Linked DNA regions of Mus musculus: region 2 is linked to region 1. The links are chromatin contacts, called in public Hi-C maps. All regions are on one chromosome and are shown on one strand. Each heading gives the region's core, a stretch centred on a gene start, on an enhancer-like site or on the middle of the called end of the contact. The rest is flanking DNA. Distances are from core to core; before and after follow the strand shown. Region 1 overlaps Rbfox3 (RNA binding protein, fox-1 homolog (C. elegans) 3). Region 2 overlaps Tbc1d16 (TBC1 domain family, member 16).

Region 1 (6,999 bases), core at 1,085-3,584:
CCCATTCCACAAAGGGAGACATGGAGGCGCATGTCCAATGCCAAAGTAGAAGCAAATTAACATGCAATGCCACAACACAAGACACACAGGAGAACTCGGACAAAATCCCTGAGTTCTTGAAAGAGAGGCTGGGGCATGCTCAAGTTTGAAATCACAGGCCAGAGCCCTCCAAAGAGAAGCTACACACATCAAGCAGCCCCCGAGCCTTCTTTTAGGATGACAGTGGGTGACAGGAGGTAACTTCTGAAGTGGCAGAGCGAGCAAAAAGGTAAGCACTAGGGAACTTTGGCTAGAGGGCTTTGCAGGATCCCACTCACACCCAACATTTTGGTACTTAGCCCTCGCTCATTGGCTGCTTGTGGGTGCCACCAAGTGGTGAGAGATGGGTAATACAGTCTTCAAAGAGGCCAACTCCAACCCCAAGAGGGACAGCAGAGTCAGCCTAAAAGAAAGACTCCTTCACACACCATGGGCTCAAAACCAATCAATCAATCAGTCAATCAGTCAGTCAGTCAATCAATCAATCAATCAATCAACTGACCAGTCATCCATCCAGTGAATCAATAATAAGACCTTGAGGGGATCCTCAAATGCAAACACCTGATTGTACAGGTTACAGGGTGTGTCCCAGCTGAGGCACCGTGGTGTTTGGGTGCACATGGGAAGGGATAGAGTGGGAGGTGAGACCTCAGTTCCCTTGTTTCCTTTGAAGGGTGGAGGACCCCAAAAAACTATTCCAGCTCCCCCATCACAATACCATGCTGAGCTTGGCTCAAGACAGCTCTGTGCATCCCTCCAAGAGCCCCCACAGGATCCTAGAGCAGCCCCATCACACCCCAACAGCTGACAAATGGCAGACAGCATTACAGATGAACAGTCAGGCCTGGGTGCTATGGCTTGACACACAGCTACAGCCACAGCCACAGCCATAGCCACAGCCACAGCCACAGCCACAGCCACAGCCACAGCCATAGCCACAGCCACAGCCCACTGACCTCCCCATTGCTGACCTCTCCCACTCCACTCTGGAACACAGGGCAGACTGTGGGGGGAGGGGACCTAAAGGTGCCTGGATGAGGGGCACACAGCCCAAAGGGCAAACTGCCTATAATGGGTTCTAATGTACTCCTCTGATGACCAGACCTTATCTAGAAAGCCTTCACAGATGTGTGGTCATTCCCTTATCCATGGGGACATGACCCACGGTGTTCATCAGATGGGGTCATATCCAAGACCCATGGTGGATGACTGAGATACAGTGTAACACTGAACTTGCCACATAGTCACAAAGTTTGCCTGTTCACGCCTGTGATGAGGTTTGATCTACAAATTAATCTCAGTAAGAGATGGTAACCAACAATAAGTAGCTAATAAAAGGGAGCCAGTCTGATGCTACACCATAATAAGAATTACTTGGAAATTATGAATGGTTTATTTCTGAAATTTTCCGCTTCATAGTTTCAGACCCACTGTAACCGGAAGTGTGGGAGGCAGAGATGGTAAGGATCGAGCTGTTTGCCATGAAGCTGAGGCAAGGCTATCCAGTACCCGGGACAGACGCTGGAGCCACCAAGTCAAAAAGCACCAAGGAAAGCTGTGAGCCACAGGGCCAAATGGAGCCAGGGGCCCTCCGGCGGGGAGGGGATGCGGATATCTCCTCGTTCCTGGCTTTCTGGTTCCAGGCTGTGAGAGATGCTGAGGGAAGCTACTGCTGTAAGCCTGAAGCTGAGGTCACATGTGGAAGCTCCACGGGACTCTACAACAGTTCCCCTACTTGTCACACCTACTATGGACTTCAGAAAGTAGTTTGGGGAGCAGAAGCAAGGGACCTTGCTTCTCTCTGTGGCTTCTTCTCTGTGGCTGGGCACCAGGAACCAAAGTGAAACTTCAGGTCCTCAGAGCCTGCTGTCCCTACCGACCGACCCCACCCCAGCCAAGAGAGGGAAGGGCTCCCCGGAGAGGGATAAAGGGGTGAGGGAAGCCACAGCGGCTGGAAGTTGGTTCGCACCTCCTTTGCCAGTATGGAGAGATACAAATGACCTGCTAGCAAACGGAAAACACAGATTCATTACCCGCGATGTGTGATGATGGGTTAATTATTTTTCTAACTGAGGAGAGCCGCCTTCTGACAGCAGCTGGAAATGAATCCTCCACTGTTTTAAGGACTGATTGGCCCAGGACAGGCGAAAAACTGGAAAACCTAATTAAATCGGGAGGCTCGTGAAATAAATGGAGCGGGGAGTTTGTTTGCTCGCAGCTGACGGGGATTAACGAGGAGCTCAAGGAGAAAGAAGTGGGAGGGCTCCCGTGATGGGCGTGGCTCTGGAGGTGGAGAAAGAAGGAGCCACATGGCGGTGGGTGGTTCCAGCGAACAGAAGCACTGCCCTGAGGCCTGGAGGCTGCTTAATGGGCTTCATCAAGCAGGCGTCATCAACTAAGTATCAGAAGTGGGAGTCGGGGCAATCAGATGGCAGGTGTTGGCTCCACCAGGCTATGGGGTCTGGCCTTGGAACACGTGTTTAGAGTCAGCCACAGGTCAGAGGACGCCTGGTGCTTCGCTGTTTGGCGTGTGACCTCTCCCAACCCCAAGAGTCCCAGATCGTAACATTTCTCCAAGATGTTTGACCCTGCCACATCCTCAGTAAGAGTTGTTCTCACTGGCCATGCACAACACAGAGAGGATAAGATGGACCTTTGGACCTGGCTGTGGTCCTTTGCTCTGTAGTCTAAAGGACTATCCAGTCCACCAGGATGTCTTCTGGTCCTCCTGCATCCCAGAGGATGCTCATTACTTGCTGAGAGTGATTGCAGCTGGGCCCTCTTCCCATGCCTGACCACTTTTCTCCCTGGAGCTTGGCACAGGCAGTCACAGTCTGTCTATCATCTATCAGAAAACAAGATCTCATTCCCCATCTCTGAGAGCAGCCCCTCTGCTCTGGCCCAGATGCTGCCTAGAACTGATGGCTGGCTTATAGCCTGCCAGACCTTCCCAGGAGGCACTCAGCTGGGGAGGCTGCCTCCATCCTTTTGCAAACTAGAGGATGACCCCAGTGGGGTGCATAGGCTGCACCGCCCAGCTCCTCCTCTGGTCCTGAACCCTAGCCTGGACTCTAGGAAGCCTTGATGGTAGAAACTGCGGTTTTCCCCAACCAACAGAGCAGGACACAAAGTAGCCAGTCCACACCACTGCTTGCCACACAAAGGAGCCCACTGTGTGTTTCTGGAAAGAGCCCAGTGTGTTTATTCTGTGATTGGTTTCTCACCAGCACTCTGTGGTGACAAATGTTTCCCGAGACACAGAGAAGTCACTGGGGTGGATGCCGAATCCCCAGCAGCCCCAGTGGGCTACTCTTTCTCTGCTTGCCTGGTCACAGCCGGCTCATCTCCTCTCAGAGTGTTTATCAGCTGTGTTTATTATCTTTGATGCATGCAAAAGACAGCTACAGGCACCGCACTCTCTGGGGTGCATCAGCCTGCTATTTAGTAACCAGGACTTTGCATTTATTTACAAACCTTTTATTTTCCTTTTAAGGTAAAAATTTACATACCCCCTCTGTACACTCAAACCGACAAGCTCTTGCACCCATGCAGCCTGCACCCCACTGGATGCAGAACCCCAATCCAGAAGCCTCTTTATTCCTTGCTTCCTGGTCTCCATACACCCGACTCCTGATGCAACTGTGGTTTCTGCTTTCTGAGACTCCTGTTCTGCAACCCTCTAGAAGTGGAATCATGTTCTCTACACCTGGTTGTGTGTACACGGAGGTTCTGGTTTCAGCTCCCTCTCATATACACTCTTTGCCCCTTTGTCATTGTCTCCCACCTCATCTTAACCCATGCCTTCTCCCCGGCTATGCCTACCTAGGAATAGTCAGAGTCAGCACAGGGTCAAAAGCCCCAGGTCCTGGCTGCAGCTCTGACTGGGTGTCCCCATTCTGCCCAGGATAGTCAGCTGTCTGTCTGTCTGTCTATCTATCTATCTATCTATCTATCTATCTATCTATCTATAGTAAGAATAAATGTTGTGTTGTATGTCTCTCTGTGTGTATTTGTGTGTGTGTGTGTGTGTGTGTGTGTGTGTGTGTGTGTGTGTGTGTAGGTTCCAGGCATCAAACTCAGGATGTCAAGCTAGGCAACGGTACCTTTTAACCCACTGAGCTATCTATCTGACCAGCTTCCATCCTATCTTCTGATGGCCACTGGACAAACTTCATGGGAGTGTGATTAAGGTCCACTTGCTACATCCAGGAGCCCACCGTTCACTTAAGGAGCTTGCCCTCGAGGGGAAAGGCTGGTATCATGCAGCTGTCACTGCTGCATCCGGGCATAGAGAGATATAAAGAAATATAAGCTACTGCATGCTCTGTGTTGGGTGTAAGGAGGGATGTGGTTTTTATGAACTTCCAGGAGGTGAGGTACTGGCCCTCTCCTCTTCCCTGAGTCAGAGTAGAGTGTATCTACTTGTTTTTAGTAAGAGCAGCTGCAAACCACACAAATGCTCTGAGAGAACAAGTAAGTCACCCCACTATTGGACAGAGCCTTGGAGATTTGCCCCCATTGTTCAATGAAGGTTTCATTGGAGGATGGATTGGGAGGGATAACTGAGGCATGTGCTTCCAGCTGATGAACTCTGGGCCAGCCATACGCTCCCACACTCAGTGTGGCCTTCTTCTGCAGAAGCAAGCAATTTCATTGGGGATCCAGGAAGAGCCATGATAACTCAGTCAAAATCCCACACCGGGCCCTGCATTCACTGTGGGAAAGAGAGTAGCAAGGGGGATCTCTCAGGACAGGGGACACGGGGGTGGGGGACTTCTTAAAAATTACAGAGGCAGGAGGAGGGAGGGAAAAGGGAGGAGGAAATGAGGCCACTTAATATAAACTGGATGCTGATGCCAATTCTAGAATTTGGGCGAGAGGGAGGGGAACCTCCCTACAACTTGTGAGATGACCCCGCACTGAGGGGCTTCGCTGGTAGTAAAAGGACAGTGTTCATTCATTTATGTAACATGACCCAGGCCTGGACTAGAGGTCAGGACCCAAAGACAAAGCCACCCATTTCCTGGACCCTGGTGGCTCAGGTGATGAGGCACAATGAGGATGCTGTCAGTGTCCTGTGTCCCTGTCTGTCTCCTTGGAGACCTCAGCAAGAGCTGTTTCTGTCTGAGTCCTATTTCCTCACCTTTGTCAAAGGAGTCCCAGGGCACCACCTCCTAGCCCATGCTAGGTTCACAGCAGTGCCTGCTGGGTCTGTAGTGGCACATCTGGCCATGACCTACAGCACAGCTGTGACGACATAGTCTCTGGCCATAGGAGACATACCTTGACAGAGGGGGACAGAAGATGACATTACCAGCAACATGGACACAGAGCCCTGTGTGGTTCTGAGCTGCGCAGGTGGGGAGGCTGGGCTGCAAGGTGAAAGCATCAGGAAGCTTTGCACAAAAAAAGTTAAGAGTCTCTCAGTCTGGGCAGGCAGTAAGTGGATGAGGTAACCTGGACTCAGGTCAAGCTCCAGGGCCACCCAGGAACCCGAGACTCCCCACAAATTCAAAGATACCCAGATCATGGGATCTGACGTGGCTCTCTAGGAGGCACTAGGTCACAGGAGACGTCTTTGATAGTCTTTTAGTAAGAGTAGCAAAATCCCCAGAGCTTGGCTGAATCAACACCAAATTTATCTAAATAATAATAATAATAATAATAATAATAATAATAATCACAATTATAAAAACAGGTAAGCCCAAAGCTGATAGAAATATAATTTTCCTTGAGTTAGTGGCCTCTCTAAATAATGAATTATTCTGCTATTAATAGTTTCATTATTTTTATTTACTGAGGTGAAGTTCACCTAACACAAAATTAGCCCTTTTCACAGTCCTAAACTCCTACCAGCTATGTGAGAGGGCTCCAATTTCTTACCACCAAAACTTGTTATTTTCTTTTTCTTAAAAAAAAGAAAAAAGGTCTAGTGGTGTATAAATAAAGAGGAGATCAGCTACTTGCCGGTAGGCCTGACCTTCTGGGGCCCACTGGCAGTGCACAGAGGGAACTTGGCACCACTCCTCTTGTCCACGTGGAACATTCTAAGCAAGAGGTACAATAGGCAACGAGTCACGAGTGTGTCTGAAAGCTCAGAGCAAGTGTGCCGAGCCTTAGAACTGGCAGCGGGGGTTCTAACATGCCACTAAGGTGGCCAGGTGCCAGGACTTCCGTCTCGTGGTATCAGATAAGGCATGCACACTGGTGACGTCAGTGTATGGCCTGCTGTGAGGCTGTTGTCTGGCTCCTGAGATCCCCTCACCCCAACACTTCTGGAATCTGCTGATGAAGCCACATGGTATCATGGGACAGCTGCTGGTACCTTGCGTGACTTTTAATGCCAGCAGACAGCCTCCTGGCAATGACTACAGGAAGTGCCGCTTTCCTCTTTCTCCCTACCTGCCCCTCTCCCCAGCTCATTGTCTGTGTCTCTCTGATTGCCTGCAGGGCCTGACATGCTGCGTTCATTCATTCATTCACTCATCCCTTCATTCATTCATGCAGCCATAGTTACATGGCAAGCAGAGAGGAAGTCCAGCCCTGGGGCTCACAGAAGTTGGTGACCCCTTAGCTTGGGGCCAGTGAAATGTGACATGTGGAGATCAGTGTGTATGTTATATGTGTGATATAGATGCATGTGTTTTGTGTATGTGTACATGCGTGTGTGAATGTGTGGTGTGCAGGGGGGTGGCTGTACATGAATGTAAATGTGTGTGGTGAGATGTGTAGATTTATATGTTTGTGTATATGTGTGTGTGTATAAATGATTGCGTGGATTATGAATGTGTATGGCATGTGGCATGTATATGTCTGTGGTATATATGCTCAGGTTGAATTATTTTTTTATCTGTGAATATGCACTTGTGTGTATGTTAAAGTGCATGTGTGTGAAGGTATGTGCTGCATAGATGTATATGCACATGAAAGCATGTAGTATGTTAGATGTGTACTTGTATG
Region 2 (6,707 bases), core at 2,415-4,914, 450 kb after region 1:
GGAGCAATAGCTTGGCTGCAATGAACATACTGCTCTTCCAAAGATTCCTGGGTTCTGTTCCCAGTATACTTTGCAGGCAGTCCACAGCCACCTATAACTAAATACATGTATACATCCTATACATATATAAAACTGTCAAAAATAACAAATAATAACCCTGTATTAGTCCTGGGTGGCTGGAGGAGATATAAAGGACACAGTCAGGCCGGAAAACAGTTTGGCAATTCTTTATAAAACTGAAATAGATACGATCAGCTTGCCACCACACGACCACCTTGCCACCCGGGTGAGCCCACTCCTGGGAGTTTGTCACGGAGAACAAAAGCGTTCAGACAAAACCTGTAGATGAACATTCAGAAAGGCTTTGTCTGGAACCGCCCCAAGCTGGAAGCAATCCACCAACGTCCTTCAGTGAGTGTGGCCACACAGTGGGAGTCACACCCATCCCATGAGACATACTAGCTAATATAATGGCATCGTAGTCTTATAACTCGGGTGGCGCTCAAGGATCCTTGTAGAGATGGAAAAGGAAGTGGTGACTAAGGACGTAGGCAAGGAGCTGGGGACAAATCTGCAGAGCTGTTCTAAGGGTGCCTTGTGCTCTGTATCTTGAGATGGTGGGAGATGAGGCCACACGACATACACTCAGTCACACATGCGCGCATACACACACACACACACAGAGGGGGTGAATTTACAGAGACTGTGCCTGTAGCCATAGGACACCCACAGACTGGCTCAGTCTCCTTTACTGAATAGAGGCCAAGTGAGGGTATATCCAGGATGCCACCATGAGGGATAGCGCAAAGGTCATCCATTGTACTTCTACTAGGCAGTGCCCAGTATCTGTCTCTAGGCTGCTGTCTGTCTGTCTGCACAACCCAGGAGCCAGGCAATCAATCTTTGTTCCTGCACTTCATTAATGTGTGTGTGTGTGTGTGCATGTGTATGTGTGCGTGTGTGCACGTGCTTGTGCATGCGGAAGTCAGAGAACTCGGTTCTCTCCTTCACTATGAAGGTCCTGGGGACCAAATATGGGCCATCAAGTGTGACACTGGGAGCCTTGACATGCTGAGCCATCTCTCTGGTCCTTTGTCTAATAGACTTATCCTGTAGCCCATCTGGCCTCAACTTCCCGAGCCTCCTTCTTCTTTGGTCTCTTGAGTTCTGGAATCTTTCTCCTCACTCCTACACATACTTTCCGATTGCTTGCTGATTGGTGGCAAGGTTTTGTGTCTCCGATGCCGGCCTCTGTGTAGCCAAGGAGGATCATGGACTTCTGATCTCCCTGCCCTGAATGCCGAGATTACAGGCGTGGCCCCAACAGCTGGTTTATAAAGTGCTGGAGCTTACACCTGGCTTCCATAATACATCTCCAGGCCATATAGTTTTGAGGGTTTTGTTTATTTGTTTGTTTTGAGACAGGGTCTCAGAGCCACCACGGCTGTCCTGGAACTGACTATGTAGACCAGGTTAGCCTTGAACTCACAGAGAGCTACCTGCTTCTACCTTTTGAGTGCTAGGATTAAAGCCATGTGCCACACCTGCTTTAAGTCTGAATATCTTAAATGTTGAAAGAAAATCAAAAAAATATTTCACGGCTTACAAACACCATACTAAGCTCACAGCTCCGTGTCCGTGGCAAGGCTGGGGGCAGGGGGAGAGCAGGGGGAAGGAGCACATTTGCATATTTGAGTAGAGTCTTTTGCCACACAAGGTGGCATTCAGACACAGCAGCAGTGCCCATCTGGTCCACAAAGCACAAAATGCCAGCTTTCTGTCCCACCCCTCAGACCCTGGGACAGAAAATGCTAGCTAGTTCCAGCTAGATTCCACAGAGAGGCCAGGAGGGAAACAAGTTCACACAATAACAGTGACCACCACCCCCATGGTATCAAAATTCCTGAAACAGGCCTACGTCCTTTCTCTTTCTTTCTCTGAAGCAAGGTTCCGCTGTGTAGCCCAGGCTAGCCTCCCACTTGCAGCAGGTCTCTTGCCTCCCCCTCCCTCCTAAGATTACAGGCGTGAGCTAGCACACGGAACACTTTTGTCAGCCTTTAAAAAGACTTATTTTTCTTTGTTTATGAGTTTCATTTTGCCTGAATGTATGTGTGCGCCACTTGAGTGGGCCTGGTGCCCACGGAGGCCGGACGAGAACACCGACTCCCGTGGAACTGGAGTTCCAGATGGTTGTGGGTGCTGGGATCAACCACTGACATGAACAGGTACAGCTCCCATACTGTCATTTTAATATGTCTTTCCTCAGGCCCTACTCACCTGTGGGGACTTAGAACAAGACCCACTTGGCTGGCCTTAGAGACCAACTGGGCTGAAGTGAAAAGACAGGCGATCAAGGGGCTCCTTGGAGGCCACACACACATGCACACAAACATACAAGTGCACACCCAGGCACTGTAGTGTGTATCACACACGCACACACACAAACTCTCACCATAGCATGCATATGGAAGTCAGTCAGTTCTCAACTCCCATGTAATCTGGGCTTCCTGGCCTATGAGATCCTAGCGAGATCCTCCTGTCTCTGCCTTCCACACACCGTAGGAATGCTGGGCTTACAGATGTTCACCACATCACCTGGCTTTTTCTGTGGCTTCTTTTTCTGTGATCAAATCCAGGTTGTCAGGCCTGTCCCGCCAGCTCTATACCTGCCAAGCGATCTCCCAGTCCCTCTGTTTGTTTGAGACAGGGTTTCTCTGTGTAGCCCAGGCTGACCTAGAACTGGAACTCAATCTGTAGACCAGGCTGGCATCAAACTCACAGACATCTGTCTGCCTCTGCCTGCCGAGTGTTGGGATGAAAGGTGCTCACCACCACTGCCCGACTTCAGAGTTAGTGCCGTGGCCAGTAACTCAAGCCATTAACCTTGCTGAGTGACCCTCTCTACAACGGGACATGAACAGGACCTCGACTTTTGTCTTAGTCATTGACATTGATGTCAACAAAACCTGGGAAAAGCTGAACCATGTTCAAATCCCCATCCTGCCAGAAGCTCGCCAGGCAGCCCCACTAGGTGCCAGCGTACAGTAGGTGTCATCAGGTTCAGATCAGGATGTGCTGGAGTTAGGGAACCCTAATCTAGCACGCTCACCAAGAGGGGTGTGTGCACACATACAGGCAAGGTCATGTGACTACAGCGAAGGCTGAGGCTGAAGGCAGCAGGAACCAGAACAGACCCCTTGACCTTGTCTTCAGTGGCTGCTTTACGGTTCTTTGTCACTGTGGTCCTGGCACACCCATACCAAACTCTGAGCTGAGGGCTGAAGAATGTTGGGCATATAAAGACTTCCATCTGTCAATCTGGTCACCATGGCAACAGTGAGTGGTGCCCACTGTGCTGGACTCACTGCCCGGGCTCTGCATTTACCACAGGCCCTCACCAAAGCCCCATTTCACAGGCAGGGAAACTGAGGCTAGGAAGTGAGAACCTTGTTGAGGTCACAGTGGGGATTGTGGATCTAGCACAGTTCACACCTGGGTATCTGGCTGTGAAATGTACCAGGCTGCAGCCCTACCAGATCCCTGGGTCCCGGCCCACAGCCCCTCCTATTGTCATGTGTGAGCCAAATACACGTGTACATCGAGTAGCACATGGAAGGTCCGGGCACTGTCGAGACCCAGTCCAAATTCTTTGGCAGTGCCTCCGAGTTCCTGGAGTGGGTGGTAGCCAAAGCCTGCTAATGAGCAGGAAGCTGAAGGACAGCCAGCAACTGAGGGCCCAGTTTGCTGCCTGGGCATCCCTGACTTCCTGTCCTGACGGTGCGACCCTCCTGACTGTTTCTAGCTGTCCCCAGGGGTCTGCGGGCCAGTCCCTGGTCTCAGACCTGCTGCTGTCGTCCCCGGAGCTCCTGGGGGACCCCTGAAGGGCTACCCTCCAAGCTGGAGGTGCAGGTGGGGACAGCCACGTCGACTGGGGGTGGACTGGGGAAGGACAGCCTCCGCAAGAAGCCTGCCAAGTGCTACAGAAACAGACGGCGAGACGAGTCTTCCGCAGCACGAAACAGATTGCAGGGTGTCGAGCGAAGGGATGTTTTAAAGAAATAAATCGCAGTTCCAGGCTGCAGAAGCACAAACAAGCCCAAACAACGGCTCCCGGAAGCAGCAGCCTCCGGAGCCAGGATGGAGGGATGTACGGGTCTCCCCAGAGTTTCCTGAAAGGCAGGGGTGGTGGGCGGCTCAAACACCTGCGGAGGCCCACAACAGGGCTCAGGGAGATCCACCCCTCCTGGGCGCCCCTCCGGATTCCCTTGGTCTCAGCAGGACTCGCCTCCCTGACACCAGCAGGGGGCAGCACCCATGGACCCGGTCTCTTGCACCTGACCCCCATCCCAGCCCTCCTGGTCCTCAATGTGACTGTGTCGCCCACATGCCACCAGGCTCACCAGTCCTCTCCTACCTTTGGACCTCTCCACGTGCCCTTTATTCCCTGGCTGGCCCTTCCCTCCCTTCTGGTTTCTCTTCTCAGAGCACACTGGGCAGCCTCTGAGGGAACACAGAGGGTCAGGGCTGGGCAGAGAGGGCTTGCTAAGGCTGTTCCTATGTGTTCCTCCCTCCTCCCTGGCTCACCCTGGAGGATGCCCGCTCCAAAGATGGTTGCGCAGAAGGGGATCAGCTGGCTATTCAGGAAGCAACCCCGGGCATGGCACACTCCTGCCACCTGGAGCAGGGCTAGGGTGATGGGTTGGTGCCAGGAACCTCTGAAGCAGCACCCAGGCACCCACACTTCTAGGTTCATGGTTCCACCAAGTTTACTAATTCTGGAACCTTCTTAGATACTCGGATTTCTCTCTGAACTCTAAGCTGTCCTCTACGGGTGTGGGAGTAGAGGCTGCCACACCAACTATGCGTGGTAACACCATTAATAATTCAACCTTGTTACCGACCTGTTTCCTCCCAAAGGCAAAAGCACTTAGACCATCTAGTCTACCATGTTCACCCCTCAAGGTGGGCTGACCCCTCCTCAGTGCCTACAGAGTCAGGCGTGACACCTGTGTGACATCCACCCCAGCAGCTGTTCCAGGCTCTGCACGTGGCTTCCAGGAAATCTGTCACTCGCTCTCCATGAAAGCAGCCACTTCATGATAAACATTAATAAAATGAAAAGATCCACCCTGTTATGTGATGCTAGGGCAGACACCCTGGGGACCGGTCCTCAGGCCTACCTCTGAAGCAGCAGCAAGGAGATGCATGGGGATTTCAAAACCCCACTGACAGGAGCTGGAGACGTGGCTCAGCAGTTAAGAGCACTCACTGCTCTTCCAAAGGATCCGACTTTAGTTTCCAGTACCCACATTAGGCAGTTCATAACCATCTGTAACTCTCACGCCCTCTTCTGGCCTCCAAGGGCACCTTCCTGCCCATAGCAAACACACACACACACACACACACACATACACACACACACACACGGCATACACGAAGAGATAGAAGATAAATCAAGATCCTACAGACAACATCAGGCATGGTGGTGCACACCTTTAATCCCAGCACTTGGGAGGCAGAGGCAGGAGGATTTTTTAGTTCAAGGCCAGCCTGGTCTACAGAGTGAGTTCTAGGACAGCCAGGGCTATACAGAGAAACCTTGTCTTGGGAAAAAACAACAACAAAACGAACAAACAAAAAAAGACACAAGGGGCCGAGGACCTGAGTTTGATGCTTGGCAACCATTTGAAAAGCTGAGAGCCTTAATCTTAGCCCTGAGAAGGCCGACAGGAGGGTCCTGTCCTGTTAGCTAGCCAGGTTGGCTGAATGAGAGACCCTGTCTAGAAAAACTGAAGTGGCAAGCAAGTCATTAAAGAAGACATCTGATGTTAACCCTCCCTTCCACATGCACACACATGTACACATGTGAACCACACACAGGTGTGCCCTCACACATACATGTGCACATTTTGGGGCACAATGAATTGCCTGCACAGGAAGCAATTTCTGAAGTCTCCTTAAAATACACACACACACACACACACACACACACTCCTATATGCCCCATTCAAGGGCAAAGTTTCCTCCACCTGAGGTAGCTGGGGCTTCAGCAGGAGGGAGTGTCAGGAGGCAGCCTGGGGTAGGAATGCCCAGAAGCAGCAGAGAGGGTGTGGCCGGTAGACTCTGCCGTGGAGCCCTGTCCAAGGATGCTTCTTTACATCTGCGGCTAAGCCAGGCTCCTCTGGGCCTCAGGCAGGCCAGCAGGAACATAGAACCACACAGAACCTCAGGAAGAGGCCACAACCCTGCTGGGGACTCAAAGCCACCATATCTCATCTAAATACCAATCCTTCACTGGGTCTGGCACCATGGGAATATGTACCAGGAGTGACAGAGAGGACCTAATGAGAGAGAACTTGGCCCTCACTGTCCCCAGGGACAGTGACATCCTAGGAAATAAAGGTGACCACCAGCATCTGCTCACGCTGTTAGAAGGCTGAGCTATTCTCTCTCTCTCTCTCTCTCTCTCTCTCTCTCTCTCTCTCTCTCTCTCTCTCTCTCTCTCTCCCCTCCCACCCCGTGTGTGTGTGTGTGTGTGTGTGTGTGTGTGCATCACAAGCATGTCTTTTGGAGGTCAGATGAAAAGGTCAGATCTCCTGGAACTGGAGTTACAAGCAGATGTGAGCCACCATGTGGGTAATGGGAATTGAACCCTGGTCCCCTGCAAGGGCAGTCTGTGCCTTTAAATGTTAAGCCATTTCCAGCTC

What was found. Hi-C and Micro-C count contacts between places; a contact is called where the count stands out from the background.
Region 2: a contact with region 1 is called in a Hi-C map of cortical neurons, with 5 times the contacts expected there. The contact joins two enhancer-like sites. A contact is called at or near these places in 3 of 484 Hi-C or Micro-C datasets (cerebellum, cortical neurons and embryonic stem cells).

What each region holds. Positions count from the first base shown.
Region 1 is chr11:118,742,632-118,749,630 of GRCm38.p6, forward strand. The region is part of intron 2 of Rbfox3 (RNA binding protein, fox-1 homolog (C. elegans) 3); the gene reads right to left. Among named protein-coding and RNA genes, the nearest start is that of Gm11750, 39 kb to the right of the region's middle. Within about 2 kb of position 2,335, at least 52 of the 459 cell types and tissues checked have an H3K27ac peak or open chromatin away from gene starts, as enhancers often do. A contact at or near this core is called in cortical neurons, where this site is marked.
Region 2 is chr11:119,194,782-119,201,488 of GRCm38.p6, forward strand. All of the region lies in intron 3 of Tbc1d16 (TBC1 domain family, member 16), which reads right to left. Among named protein-coding and RNA genes, the nearest start is that of Gm36111, 6.2 kb to the left of the region's middle. Within about 2 kb of position 3,665, at least 25 of the 459 cell types and tissues checked have an H3K27ac peak or open chromatin away from gene starts, as enhancers often do. A contact at or near this core is called in cortical neurons, where this site is marked.